Linked DNA regions of Triticum aestivum: region 2 is linked to region 1. Evidence: chromatin contacts called from public Hi-C data. All regions are on one chromosome and are shown on one strand. The core of a region is the stretch at or near the end of the contact, and the rest is flanking DNA. Distances in the headings are between cores, read along the strand shown.

Region 1 (7,097 bases), core at 4,222-6,721:
CGTCGATGCAAGCTTAACACCTATCCGGATAGCTCTGAGTAGAGATACCGGATACGTATAATGGAATAGCTCCAAGTAGAACAGTTATTTGAAATAGCTCCAAATGTAGCGTAGTAGTTGCATCTACAAGATGACATAGAGATTTGCGAAGTACATACGGATCTGAATGTTGCAGACCCATTGACTGAAACCTCTCTCACAAGCATAACATGATCAAACCCAGAACTCTTTGGGTGTTAGTCACATGGGGATGTGACCTTGAGTGTTAATCACATATCGATGTGAACTGGATTATTGACTCTAGTGCAAGTGGGAGACTGTTGGAAATATGCCCTAGAGGCAATAATAAATTAGTTATTATTATATTTCCTTGTTCATGATAATCTTTTATTATCCATGCTAGAATTGTATTGATAGGAAACTCAGATACATGTGTGGATACATAGACAACACCATGTCCCTAGTAAGCCTCTAGTTGACTAGCTCGTTGATCAATGGATGGTTACGGTTTCCTGACCATGGACATTGGATGTCATTGATAACGGGATCACATCATTAGGAGAATGATGTGATGGACAAGACCCAATCCTAAGCATAGCACAAGATCATGTAGTTCGCATGCTAAAGCTTTTCTAATGTCAAGTATCATTTCCTTAGACCATGAGATTGTGCAACTTCCGGATACCGTAGGAATACTTTGGGTGTGCCAAACGTCACAACGTAACTGGGTGGCTATAAAGGTACACTACAGGTATCTCCGAAAGTGTCTGTTGGGTTGGCACGAATCGAGACTGGGATTTGTCACTCCGTGTGACGGAGAGGTATCTCTGGGCCCACTCGGTAGGACATCATCATAATGTGCACAATGTGATCAAGGAGTTGATCACGGGATGATGTGTTATGGAACGAGTAAAGAGACTTGCCGGTAACGAGATTGAACAAGGTATTGGGATACCGACGATCGAATCTCGGGCAAGTACAATACCGCTAGACAAAGGGAATTGTATACGGGATTGATCGAATCCTCGACATCGTGGTTCATCCGATGAGATCATCGTGGAACATGTGGGAACCAACATGGGTATCCAGATCCCGCTGTTGGTTATTGACCGAAGAGGTGTCTCGGTCATGTCTGCATGTTTCCCGAACACGTAGGGTCTACACACTTAAGGTTCGATGACGCTAGGGTTATAGGGAATAGATATACGTGGTTACCGAATGTTGTTCGGAGTCCCGGATGAGATCTCGGACATCACGAGGAGTTCCGGAATGGTCCGAAGGTAAAGATTTATATATGGGAAGTCCTATTTTGGTCACCGGAAAACTTTCGGGGTTCATCGGTAACGTACCGGGACCACCGGGAGGGTCTCAGGGGTCCACCAAGTGGGGCCACCAGCCCCGGAGGCCTACATGGGCCAATAGTGGGAAGGGACCAGCCCCTAGGTGGGCTGGGGCACCTCCCACCAAGGCCCAAGGCGCCTCCAAGAGGGAAAGGGGGCAAACCCTAGGGCAGATGGGCCCCAAGGCCCACCCCAGGTGCGCCTCCCCCTCTCCCCCTTGTGGCCGCCACCCAGATGGGATCTGGGGGCTGCCGCCACCCCTAGGGAGGGAACCCTAGGTGGGGGCGCAGCCCCTCCCCTTCCCCTATATATACTTGAGGTTTGGGCTGCCCAACACACACGAGTTCCTCTCCTTCTTGGCGCAGCCCTACCCCTCTCCCTCCTCGTCTCTTGCAGTGCTTGGCGAAGCCCTGCTAGAGTGCCACGCTCCTCCACCACCACCACGCCATTGTGCTGCTGCTGGATGGAGTCTTCCTCAACCTCTCCCTCTCTCCTTGCTGGATCAAGGCATGTGAGACGTCACCGGGCTGTACGTGTGTTGAACACGGAGGTACCGTCCGTTCGGCACTAGGATCATCGGTGATTTGGATCACGACGAGTACGACTCCATCAACCCCGTTCTCTTGAACGCTTCCGCGTAGCGATCTACAAGGGTATGTAGATGCACTCTCCTTCCCTCGTTGGTAGACTTCTCCATAGATTGATCTTGGTGATGCGTAGAAAATTTTGAATTTCGGCTACGTTCCCCAACAGTTCTCTCACCCTTCGGGTTTCAATTGCTGCTGGCGAGTCGCCTTCCATTGGGAGAGCCGCCAAACGAGCCGATGCCGCGATGAGGTTTTCCAGGGGGTTGGAGAAGTGACCCGGAGGTGTTGACACATAACGAGGAGGAGCTGTATTTACACGAGGTGGCTCCATGGCGCGTGGCTGAACTGGTGCACCGCGTCTCGTGGTGATGTTGGGGAAGCGCCAGGACCGCCGAATCTGATACCAAGTGTAAGGGTCGCGATCGATCTATGAGAGGAAACTAGAGTTCATGGCGAAATGGGGAAATTCGGTAGCGTGTTTATCCTCCCAACCTCCCTCACTGCTACAGCTAGTTACAATCGGCCGAAGCCGCCGTCCGATCCAAGCCAACTCGATTCAAACGTTACAAGGGGTATTTAAACTAGGACGTCCATTCCGGGCCGACGTTCCAGATGGGCTTCGTCTTCACTCGAGTGGGCCGTGCCGCAGGCCCACGAGATGATTTGAACTCTGCCGCCCTTCGTCTGCTTGTCGGACGATGAACGGGGTCTTCGCCTGTTGTCGCTGCTTCCTGATCATCTATGGCGCTGCCTGAGGCGCTGACAGGACTGGCTCCATAGCCCCAACGTCGACACTGCTGGCTGTGGTGTGGAGTTTGGATACTCCCCTGTTTGGCAAGCTGGTGGTAACTTAGTTTTCATTTTCTAAAAGCACACCACATGTAAAATCAACTGCGATGCCCAATTGCAGTTAACTTGCCCACACACCTCCTCCCACATGTCTTAATTTCAATCTCCGCAATAGTTTACGGAACAGGACAGAAACAAAGCTTCCACAGAAATCCATCAAGGGCCCACCAAAGTATCGGCGGATAATAATATCTCGAGTGCTCCCCGTCATTCCGATAGCCGAGACGCGGCCAGTGATGTATGCAACGCGACATGCCACTCACCGGATCACAGCTAATCCCGGCAGTCACCAGCTGTGCGATACCAAGAGCGGTAACCTGACAGCGAATCAACACAGCAATCTTGTAAATTAAACTGAAGAAAATCCCCAGCCCAATCCAGTTTTGGCCCATGGGAAAACGTAAGCTCACTGTCACCACGACAAAAAGTCCATCGCTTTCCCCGGAACTGCCCGCCCGTCCGTCCTTTTCGGCTGGAATTTCATACCATAGTCCACCGCCGGGGGAATGAGAAACCTCGGCCGCCGACAAGGCGCTATCCTTTTTCTTTTATCTGCCATACGGCTGGCCGACCAACCGCACCTCCGCCGGGTGGCCCGGGTCGAGGATTTGCTCGCCACCCCACCCCCGCCGTCGCGGCTGGAGGCGCGCCCGGGTGAGGTTCAGGTTCAGTGCACGTAGGTGGCCATCCAGGAGGAGGGAGGCACGTGCAGATTGGGCCAGATTTCTTTATTTTACTGTACTATACAGACAAGAGGAGATAGACCTACTCTGTCTCTCTAGGTGTCCCTGACTAGGTAAACAGATGGCGGTACTAGGTAGGAGTATGTGGTATGCTTCGGTATGAACAGGCCAAGCTTGAGCATTATCCTCTCGAATTGTTTAAAATTTCCTTTTTGGGGAACTTGAATTGTTTAAATGTTGTGATGTTCCAAGCATATCCTTCTGTTCTTCTGTGGATCGGCATGAGAATTTTGAACTGTGAAGATAGATAATGTTTCAAGCATATCCTTCTGTTCTGTGGATCGACTTGAGAATTATGAATTGTGAAGATAGATAATGTTTCAAGCATATCCTTCCGTGGCCGACATGGGAATTAACTATGTTGGCCCGTAGGACGGTGATAATCCATGTTGGACGCAATTGAAATGTCATATGTACTTCCCATTTAGTTGTGAATTATTTCCTTTCGCAGAAATAAAAAGTGGTCCAGGATTGAGCCACGGTCTTCCTAGCCAGCCGCCGCCTTCAAAAAGTTAGGGTTCTCTGCCTCCCGCCGGCGCCGGCGCCGGTCCGCCCCGTCTCCGGTGGCCTTAGGCCATGGAGATGGAGTGGATCTCGGCCTTTGCCGGTGAGAGGGCTCCGTTTTTAGATCTTTTTTTGAGTTTTATTAGGGTTTGCGTCCTATTCATGAAAGCGAGACGGCTGCGGCTCCCTGAAGATAGAATAAAGGTCTCCCCGCCTAGCCTCCGTTCCGGTGAGTTGTCTAGCATCATTGATGGGCCTATGGAGGTGTGTCTCCGGCAGATCTATCTTTGGTGGATATATTTGCTCGGATCTGTTCGTCGTTCGTCTTCGTTCGTGTATCTTTAGGGTGGATCCTTTGATCTACACTCTTCATCTGCGGCGGTTTGCTGTTCTGGTGCGTTGGTTCTATGGGGTCTTAGCATGACGACTTCCCGACTGTCTACTACAACAACGTCTGCCCGGCTCCGGCAAGGGAGGGGCGATGACAGCGGCGCGCCTTCAGCTCGCTTCAGTGCTTGTAGTCGTCGCTAGGTGGTCTACGGACCTTGATGTAATTTTTATTATTTCTAGTGTTCGTTGTATTACCATGATTGAAGATAAATAGATTGAAAGTTTTTCCCGCAAAAAAAAAGAAAAAAATGACATATGTACTTCCTTCGTTCATGAATATAAGATGTTGTAACTTTTTTTCTGAATTAAATGTACATAGACATGCTTTAGTGTATGTGTTACTCGTTTCAATATAGTTTAATATAGACATTAATATAGACCGCCTGGATTAATGTCTTAATTTTTAGAAAAAAATTGCATCCACGTTTATTTTCTTCTATACACAGAGAGTAGGACTTGACGTGGTCATGTATCCACGTTTATAGGCCGAAACTAAACAATGGCATCTTTGAAGGGTCACGTAGCATTCTAGCTTAGCGTGATCCCTCAACTTTTAAAAGTTTTCCCCGGAGAAAAATCCAAGGCGCGATGGAAAGAAAACCTTCACGCATGCAGGCATGCCATGCGCATGCGCGGGTCGTAACCTCATGTCCTCATACCTTCCTCCACGTATCACGACATAGTAGTGCATGGCCGCCGCAACTCGCACGTGGTGCAATGCAGCAGATGAGAGGTCGAGAACACGGAGGACCAGCCCGCGCCTGCCGACGCACCTAGACGCGCGGCCATTCGACGGGCCGCCGAGGCTGGTCGCGGGGATATATTTTCCCGCCGGAAAATCCCTCCCGCGCGCTTTTGACCCTTCCGTCCCTTTCAGCGCAGCCGTCGGGAGGGGTCAAACTCTTGTCGCCGCGGGAAACTTCCGCGCAGCAGCGCACGGCCGGCCGTCCTCATCCAAGCCCACGCCACGAGCAGCTCGGGGGCACGCGCGGGCCCGCCGCGGCCCACGTGGCGCGGGCGGGGGCCCGTATATAGCCGCCCCGGGCGCCCCGCCCTACAAACGTACTTGGTCGCCAAGGAAACGAGCCATCGACTAAAGAGAAGGGCTCCAGGTCCCAGGAGGCGGTATCACAACCAGCCGCCTTTCTCTTCCCTTCCAACACCGCGGCACCACCGCGCGAGGGCTGGGCTTTTCTCCAAGGTGGTGGAGCGAGCGAGCGAGCGAGCGAACGCGAGGAGGAGGAGGATGATGACGGCAATGGTGAAGGCTGAGCCGACGGGGGCGGCGGCGGGGGCGGAGGGGAGCAGCGGGCGGAGGGACGCGGAGGCGGAGCTCAACCTGCCGCCGGGCTTCCGGTTCCACCCCACGGACGACGAGCTCGTCGTGCACTACCTCTGCAGGAAGGTGGCCGGCCAGCCGCAGCCCGTGCCCATCATCGCCGAGGTCGATCTCTACAAGTTCAACCCCTGGGATCTGCCCGGTGCGCCTTCTCTTCCTCCTCTCTCCCCTCCCCTCCCCTGTTTTTTCCTCTCCTCCTTCCTCCTTCTTGGCTTCCTCGTTCTTGCTCCTTCAGTGTGTGCTGTGCTGACCTTGGCGTTCGTGCAGAGAGGGCGCTGTTCGGGAGCAGGGAGTGGTACTTCTTCACGCCGCGCGACCGCAAGTACCCCAACGGCTCGCGCCCCAACCGCTCCGCCGGCACCGGCTACTGGAAGGCCACGGGCGCCGACAAGCCGGTGGCGCCCAGGGAGAGCGGCGGCAGGACGGTCGGCATCAAGAAAGCGCTCGTCTTCTACTCCGGCAGGGCGCCCAGGGGCGTCAAGACCGACTGGATCATGCACGAGTACCGCATCGCCGAAGCCGACCGCGCACCCGGCAAGAAGGGATCCCTCAAGGTAACCCCAGCGTCTTCCTTTCAGTTTGCACTTTGCTCACCAACAATACTGATCAATCAATCGATACTGAATACTGATCCTTCTCTCTCTGTGATGTGCGGCTATTACAGCTGGACGAATGGGTGCTGTGCCGGCTGTACAACAAGAAGAACAACTGGGAGAAGCTCAAGGTGGAGCAGGACATGGCTGTGGAGGCCGGGCCGAACGGGGAGGTCATGGACGCGCTGGCGACCGACGCCATGTCCGACAGCTTCCAGACGCACGACTCCTCCGAGATCGACAGCGCCTCCGGCCTGCAGCAGCATGGTTTCATGGACATGGCGCAGCAGCAGGCGAGGATGGTGACGGTGAAGGAGGACAGCGACTGGTTCACCGGCCTGAGTATGGACGACCTGCAGACTTGTTATATGAACATGGGGCAGATGGTGAACCCAACAACGATGCCTGGGCAGAACGGCAGCGGCTACCTGCAGCCGATGAGCTCGCCGCAGATGATGAGGCCGATGTGGCAAACAATCTTGCCACCATTCTGAGATGGAATAAGATATGGTGTAAATTATTGGAAATAGAAGTGATTAGACAAATACTTACTTTGTTGAACTAGAAAGAGGTAGAAATTTCCCAGGCATGATTCTGAAGATGTGGTGGTAAGCTTGTAGCAGTATTTATTCTTTGGTTTCGATCTATAAATTTGGTATTCTGAACAAACATGTGATTTTGTTCTCAAAATAATCTCAAGTCTAAACACCAAACTTATTCTTCTGACCCTTGATCAATCTGAAACAAATCTG
Region 2 (7,300 bases), core at 1,697-4,196, 150 kb before region 1:
TCTCTTCTCCCCACTCCGCTCAATCTGAGTTGTTGGGACACAGACGACGCTGTCAGTGTCGGAGAGGATCTGCATCAGCGGTGTACGTGCTAAGTTATGTAAACCTGCAAATGTTGTTAGTTTTTACACATGAGATTACTCCTGCATGGGTCAATCACAACAGATTTTTTTTATAAAAAAAGTGCATCTTGGTGCTCCGTGCAATTCACGAGTATCTTGGTAGTTTGTTTTTAAATCTGACAATTCTTTGAATTCATGAACATTTTGCAAAATCACGAATGTTTTTTCAATACACAAACATTTTATCAATCCGTTCACATTTTTTGATTTCTGAAACATCTGTTCAAAATTATGGACATTTTTGAATTCATGAATATTTATCAAATTTTACGATCATTATTTTAATACGTGACTTTTTCAAAAACTCGATCATGTTTTTGAATCCGTGAGCATTTTATATTTTCTATTAAAAATGCAAATAGTGAACATATTTTAAAATCATGAACTCTTTTTGGATGTTTGAACAATTTTTTAATTTTGGACCTGTTTTTGAGACCAAAAACAGGTTTTATTGTTTTAGAACTTTTTTGAAATCCAATAAAAATTAGGGGCGCCCCTCCCCGCACCAGGGTCGACCCAAATCGTGCGCGGGAGGAACAAGGGGTGCGCGTTTCATGGCTCTTCGACACGTAGGTAGGGGAATACGATCTGTCATTCCTGGGTAGGTAGAGGCATGGTGATCAATACGCACCTGTAGTGGCCCACTAGTTACAATTGAGCTGGTCCATTTAGCAAGGCTCCTCTTCCGCTTTTCGTAAGGTCCTAGAACCTTCCGAGACCGGTGGTTTTCTGCATTTTTCTTTTGTTTATTCTTTTTGTGTTTTCGTGATTTATTTTTTGAAATCACAAGTAATTTTTGAATTCACAAATATATTTTAAAATTGTGAGCACTTTTTAATTGGTAAACGCTTGGGAACGGCACGCCGGCCGAACCTTCCGCCGGACACGCAGCACGCGTTGGATCCACGCAGATCCCCGGCCCCGCGCACCTCGAGTAGTTGACTAATCTTCTGGGTCCATGACCAACCGTTCCCTTTTTTTCTTCTCTCGCGATCGATTCTCTTCTTCCTCACGTTACATTCTTCTCTCTCCTACGGGGTCGTAGCATCGCCATGGTTGCGCCCTTCACCATGGCCGCATGCGACGGGGGCGAGCACCGGCGGTACTACGACAGGAGGCTTACAAGCTCCAGGCGGACGACGACGAGGGATGGCCATGAGCTGCTATGGGGTCACAAACCAAAGGACACCCCTTGATGTTGCAACCGCCGTTCTGGAAATCTACACCCGATGCGGCAAAAAGCTTCAACCAGGAACGACAGATGCTGGAACCGGCCATTGCGACAACAAAAAGCTACATCCGGCATCATAAAAAGCTTCAATCAACATTGTAAAAAGCTTCAACTAGTGAACGACGATGCTAGGGCTGGCTGCTGCCAACAGGAAAAAGCTTCGACGAGGTGTCACAAAAGCTTCCACCGGCATTACAAAAAACTTCGACCATTTTTTTGCTACATCATTCACGAAGATGATGCAACCTCGACGATGAGGGGCAATGTTTTTTTTGCTGCAAACCATGCAGTTTTTTGCTACCATCGGCGACATGATTTGCTACCACCATACGCAGCGGCGGGCCGACGACAATATTATTTTTGCTACAACGACATTGTTTTTGCTGCGAACGGCAACCACAAAAGCTACAATCGGCTAACCTTTTTGCTACAATGGCGATGACAGGCGGCACCAGTGGGCTTCAATTTGTTTGGAAGCAATTCCATATTTTGCTACAACCGACCGTTTGTTTTGCTGCTACCGGCAACCGAGGGAGAGTACAATTTTTTTTGCGAGCTCGTTGCCGGAGGTGCTGCAACCGGCGCACGCAGAGTTGTGCCAGGCGCCGTAGGAGGTGCTGCAACCGGCGCACACAGAGTTGTGCCAGGCGCCACCGGAGTTGCGACCGTTGTCACGGGGAGTTGCGACCGTTGTCGCGGGGAGCTGCAACCATGGGCACAAGTTGTTGCACGCACGGAGCCGGCTAGAAACACAGGAGACGACGGCGGCGGCGAGGAGGGCATCTGGTAGCACAGGGCGACGGAGCGAGGAGATCTAGGTGAGGGGGTGGCGGAGGAAGAAGGTCTATACGAGAGGGGCCATCACGGGAAGAGATCGAAGAAGATGCAGATCGAACGGCTAAGGCGCGCTGCATCAGGCGGCTGGCGTGCGACCGGCCGAACGGTTGGGCCGGCGCACCGGCGCGCAGCACTGCCCTTTTTAATTTGAGAATATTTCTCTGAAATTTGGAAACATTTTACACATTCATGACATTTTCTTAAATAGTGAGTACTTTTTGAAATACAGGAACAATTTTCAAAATCATGAACTTTTTTTAATCCAGGAACATTTTTTAATTCAGAACATTCTTTCAAATTCGAAATATTTGTAAATTGGGGGAAACATGAAATTCATGAACTTTGTTTTTTTACATTCGGGGAAAATGTCAATTTCGTGAACAATTTTTGGAAATTAAGAACATTTTTTAAATCCAAGAACAGTTTTTGAAGTCCGCTCTACGACAACATGAATGCGGGCAGCTGATGCAAGGCGGGAACGCGCGCGGACGCGGAGGGAGGGATTTGGATGGGCCAGGGCGATCAGAAGCGGACATGGAATCGTTTTAGACTCACACACACGTTTTTCTTCAGTTTACGGAAGAACCCGCGTCCGGACCGCTTCATGGATGTCGACGTGGATGGCTTCCGCGGTTCAAACTGTGTGATCCAATCATCCAAACGGTTGCGAAAAGTTGGCGGGCCTGCCTTGAAGATACCCTGAGCAACGCCCCTGTTCTAGGGCTGCACCAGTCAAACTCGAGGTACATAGCCATATAGGATGTTCATGCATGCACCTCGTGCACGGCGGAACAAAATAGGAGCACTCTACTCTACAGCAGCCTCCTCTCCTCCTGTTTGTCGACACGTTGGACAAACTTCTCTGACCAACCAGAGTCACGGAACACTTGTGAAGGATGTGACGTTAATATGGCTGGATCTGGCGCACGTACGGTTAGTAGAACCAGCTACAGTAGTAGAGTAGGTTGGATTTGGTCCGGTCAAGGCCTACATGCAGCCGGGCTTGGCGTCTTCGTGCTCAAGGACGGAAAAGAAACCCACCAGTGGTTGTGTTTCATTGCGTCCGCACTTGCGTCACTCGTGTCCACGCGCACCTTTCCCTTTCCCTTGGATGTACCTCGATCGGGCTGAGCCGCTGCTGACCGTAGCCGCTTGGTGCAAGGGGAACGCCGCCGCGGTGGAAGCAACCCCCTCTCTTTCTCCAGCACCGTAGCCAGCATTAACAGCATCTACAGCCATGTACCCCTAATTCGACCTTTCATATGTCCGCGAACGCGCCCGGTCAATAACCGCCCGTGTCCGTTTTAAGCCCCTAGTTATCTATCCGCGCAGTCACATTTCTCAGTTTCTTTCTCATATGTCCGATCACTTGCACGTGATTAATGTAGATGAAGAGACGGAAAGAAAAGAATAAATAAAGAAAGAGAACAGGTGGTCTAGGGTGGGACCGCATCCTACGTGCCGGGCGCGCCCAGGCGCGTTCGCGAGCCCTCATATTTTCCCTACATTTGAGATGGATATGGGGTTCGCAGACAGTCTGGACGTATAGGGATGATATGAAGGATCAGGTTGGGTCACCTTTTTTCTTCTCTTTACTGTCCAGTTATTGACCGGGCGCATTCGCGGCCATATAAGAAATGATTTGAAGTGTCCGATTATAGATGCTCTAACAATCAAGATGCTATACGTCCCTAAAAAACAACCAGGATTGTCAAATGTGGCTCCTAGTCCACGAACGCCTCGGTGAAGTGCGTGGTTAGTGATTGATCACCCTCATTTATCCTTGCTCAAAGTCATGCTCCTCAAACGTTTGTCTTCCAAATCCATACAATCCATGCAACTACGCAAATAAAAAATGCAACATGGATCAAAACTATATATATATATATATATATATATATATATATATATATATATATATATATATGGGACACCTAGGTGCCTAGGCACCTTGCCTAGAAACCGTTGGATCACACTAAGATGTGTGCACGTGTAATTACTATTAACACTAATTCATAAATGTGTTAGATTTTTATTTGGAAAGAATTATTGCTAATTATTGCTTAATATGGACACTTAATAACCACCCAAATTAAGTCCATGCATGTCTCATACGTCACGTAGCTGGATATTTTTTGTGTATAATGGATGTCATATTTTTTTATGTGCGCTCCTTTATTTTTCACCGACTATCTAATAACTTAAATAAATTACTAGGTATATACATATATAACCTAAAATATCTTAGGTATATTTTTATACTCGAAATATGTTGGATATATATTAAATACCCATACGTCACGTAGTCAGGCATATACATAGTCATATTTTACTTTAGATACACATGTCCACTGGATATGTACAATATTTTCCAAGCTTTTTCCGCGCAGCCGGGTATACAAGTGTGCAGACACCTTGGGTATTTTCAGTTGAAGTATATTATTTGATGTATAACATTTTTCTACATTTTTTCACATAACCGGGTATATACATCGATCGGGTATGTACAATATTTTCCTACCCTTTTTCATATATCCTTATATACGTCGATTGGGTGTTACAATATTTTCGTCAGTAGGTATTGTATAACCGTATTGGATAGTTAGGAAACAAAAATAAAATGTAGTTAGTCAACAAATAAATTATTGTGCATATACATACCCACGTACATACAACCTTTCGTTAGTAAGTATGATACCCATTTTAGATAATTAGGAAAAAATTGTAATAGTTCAAAAAATAAATTACTGAATATATACATACATGCATATGTATATAATTTCGTTGGTAGGTATTAGATACCCATATTAAATAGTTAGAAAACAAAAATACGTGTATTATATACCTGCAGCAATTCAAACAAAATCAACATTAATATATTTTATTGTATGGCAAGTGTTGCATGCCTAATAATTAGACCCAAAAATAAAACGTAAGTATGGAAAGTCTTGCATGAAGAATAATTAGAAAACAAATTAATATATCATAGTTTTCAAAACTAACAAGGTGCCCAGGCACCTAGGTGCCCCATCTATTTTACCTATATATATATATATATATATATATATATATATATATATATATATATATATATATATATATCCAAAAGACAGAGTTCGTTAGATAGAGTTCACGAGACATAGTTCATCGCCGGGCAGATTAAATTAGGTACAAAATAAACTAGATCAACGGAGCAGGGTGGTAGACTTCATCATTTGCTCGTCGGGATCTTCCCCTTGCGGTCATCGGAGTGATGGTATCAGTCCTCCATGTAGGCGTCCACGGCGGGAGGTGTGTGCTCGTCGTATCGCTGTCCGACGATGAAGAGATGATGTCGGCGAGCCGTCGAACGATGGGAGCATGCTCCTTCACTAGTGGTGTCACCTTGACCTTGGCGCTCTTTTTCTCCACCGTGAGGCACTCCAACTCTTCGATGCCAAGCCATAGAGCCTTCGCGTTCTTGCGGCAGAGGCGCCTCGCGTCCGTCTCCGTCGTCGTTGACAACCGGCAAGGACATCATAGCGGAGTTGCTCCACCGGATCAACAACGTGAATCTCGTGCGTGTGCGGGAGGAGCCGGCCTTCGCCGCCCTCTGCATGGCCCGCTACCTCTCACCACGGGAGGCTTTGGCCTCTGACTCCAGCATCCTCACCCACTGGCTCTGCGCGGGCACGAGCATCCAACGCTGCCCGAGAGGAGCTGGGATCGGAGGGGAAGGGGAGTGGCACGCCTGACTGAGGTTTTGGGCGGCGCGCAGTGCGATTGGCTGCCGCGCTCGGTCGCAATGGCTCGTCGGGTCACTGGGGACGGTGCAGAGCTCGAGCTCCCATAAATGTCCACCTGCGACCGCTCGATGGCAATGCGGAGCGTGAGATCCTCGTCGTATGGAGCCTCGCACAGCTAGACCCATCCTCCTTGAAGAGCCCTTCCCAGTCGATGGACCGGATTTGTTGTCGGAGTGGCTGCTGGAGCTAGCCAACGTGGAGAGGAGGGGAATGGAGGGGAGGATATTGAGAGTGAACCGGTTGAATGTGGATTTTCAGTAGGGTTTCGTCCGACGATAGGGTATTTGCGGGGGCGTGGTGGGCTATAGCGGGCCACAACCTAGGTGGCGGATGCGTCGGGCGTGTCTGGGCCTTCCCGTATACGCCCCACATATGGGCTAGGTATGGGGGGTGCCGGACAGTCCAGATGTTTAGTTTGCATTTACCCGGTCCAGTTGGGTGACAAATTTCTGACTAGGCAGGACGTCGGGACATTTCGGGCGGATATGGGGCGCCCGGTTGTAGAGGCTACTTGACTTGAGATGTGTTGGTTCTTAGGAGTGCTTGTAAGGCTGCCTTCTCAGATAGTAGGGTTTAGATAGAAAATTTTTATATTGAAAAACACATAATCGAAATGTTGTGCACCTCGTAAATCCTAGAGGATGTTCAAACACAACTGTTTTTCTAAAATATGGCCACTAGAACATGTTCTTTGCGAAATAAAAACAAAAAAATAAAACATGATTTTAAAAGAAATCATATACTACGTACCATTAGATCTCAGGCGGCTTGTGCATTCGGGCTTCTATTTAAGAGAGGACGATGATACTGTGAACAAACAATATTCCCTTAATTTCACACGATGAAAGTTCTAAATTTATATCAAGTCAAACATTTAAGTTTTACCAAACGTATAGTGTGATTTCCATATATCAAACTAAAAAAATTGACATAGAGCAAAGCTAGAAATTTAATAAATTCGGAGCAGAGTGAGTAATTCACTTTCAAATGAAAACTACTCTTGGCACTCAGGTCATCCTTGTTGCCCCCCCCCCCCCCCCGGCGCGGGTGTTGCGACGAGAGGCAAATGGAAAGCAAGCCTTGGTGCTCGTAACTAAAGGTGGAGGGGACCTCCTTGCGTCGTGGTCTCATGGTGGACCTTTACATTTGAGGTGGCGTCCTCGAGCGAGGAGGGAGGTGCTCGCATTGCGATGCATGGTGTGCGCAGATGTTGGTTGATCCTATTAGCAGTGCAGGTGGTGAAGGGGAGGGGCATTGGTCGCCACATGTGTGGTGATCCGTCGTCCTCATGTGCTTGATCTGAAGGTCATCGTTCCACCGAGCTCTT

The links. A called contact is a pair of places that touch in the nucleus more often than the background predicts.
Region 2: a contact with region 1 is called in a Hi-C map of leaf, with 5 times the contacts expected there. The contact joins the enhancer-like site here to the promoter of LOC100499185 in region 1. A contact is called at or near these places in 4 of 5 Hi-C or Micro-C datasets (leaf, root and an unstated tissue) and 1 of 1 datasets of contacts at active chromatin or transcription factors (leaf).

What each region holds. Positions count from the first base shown.
Region 1 is chr3A:586,801,286-586,808,382 of IWGSC CS RefSeq v2.1, reverse strand. It overlaps LOC100499185 (NAC transcription factor 4), which reads left to right and starts at 5,471. Exons shown (of 3, transcript XM_044485897.1): 1 at 5,471-5,894; 2 at 6,020-6,306; 3 at 6,417-7,016. The coding sequence starts at 5,660. The coding sequence ends at 6,839.
Region 2 is chr3A:586,949,972-586,957,271 of IWGSC CS RefSeq v2.1, reverse strand. No RefSeq gene overlaps it. Among protein-coding and RNA genes, the nearest start is that of LOC100499185, 150 kb to the right of the region's middle. Within about 2 kb of position 2,946, at least 1 of the 8 cell types and tissues checked has an H3K27ac peak or open chromatin away from gene starts, as enhancers often do. A contact at or near this core is called in leaf, where this site is marked.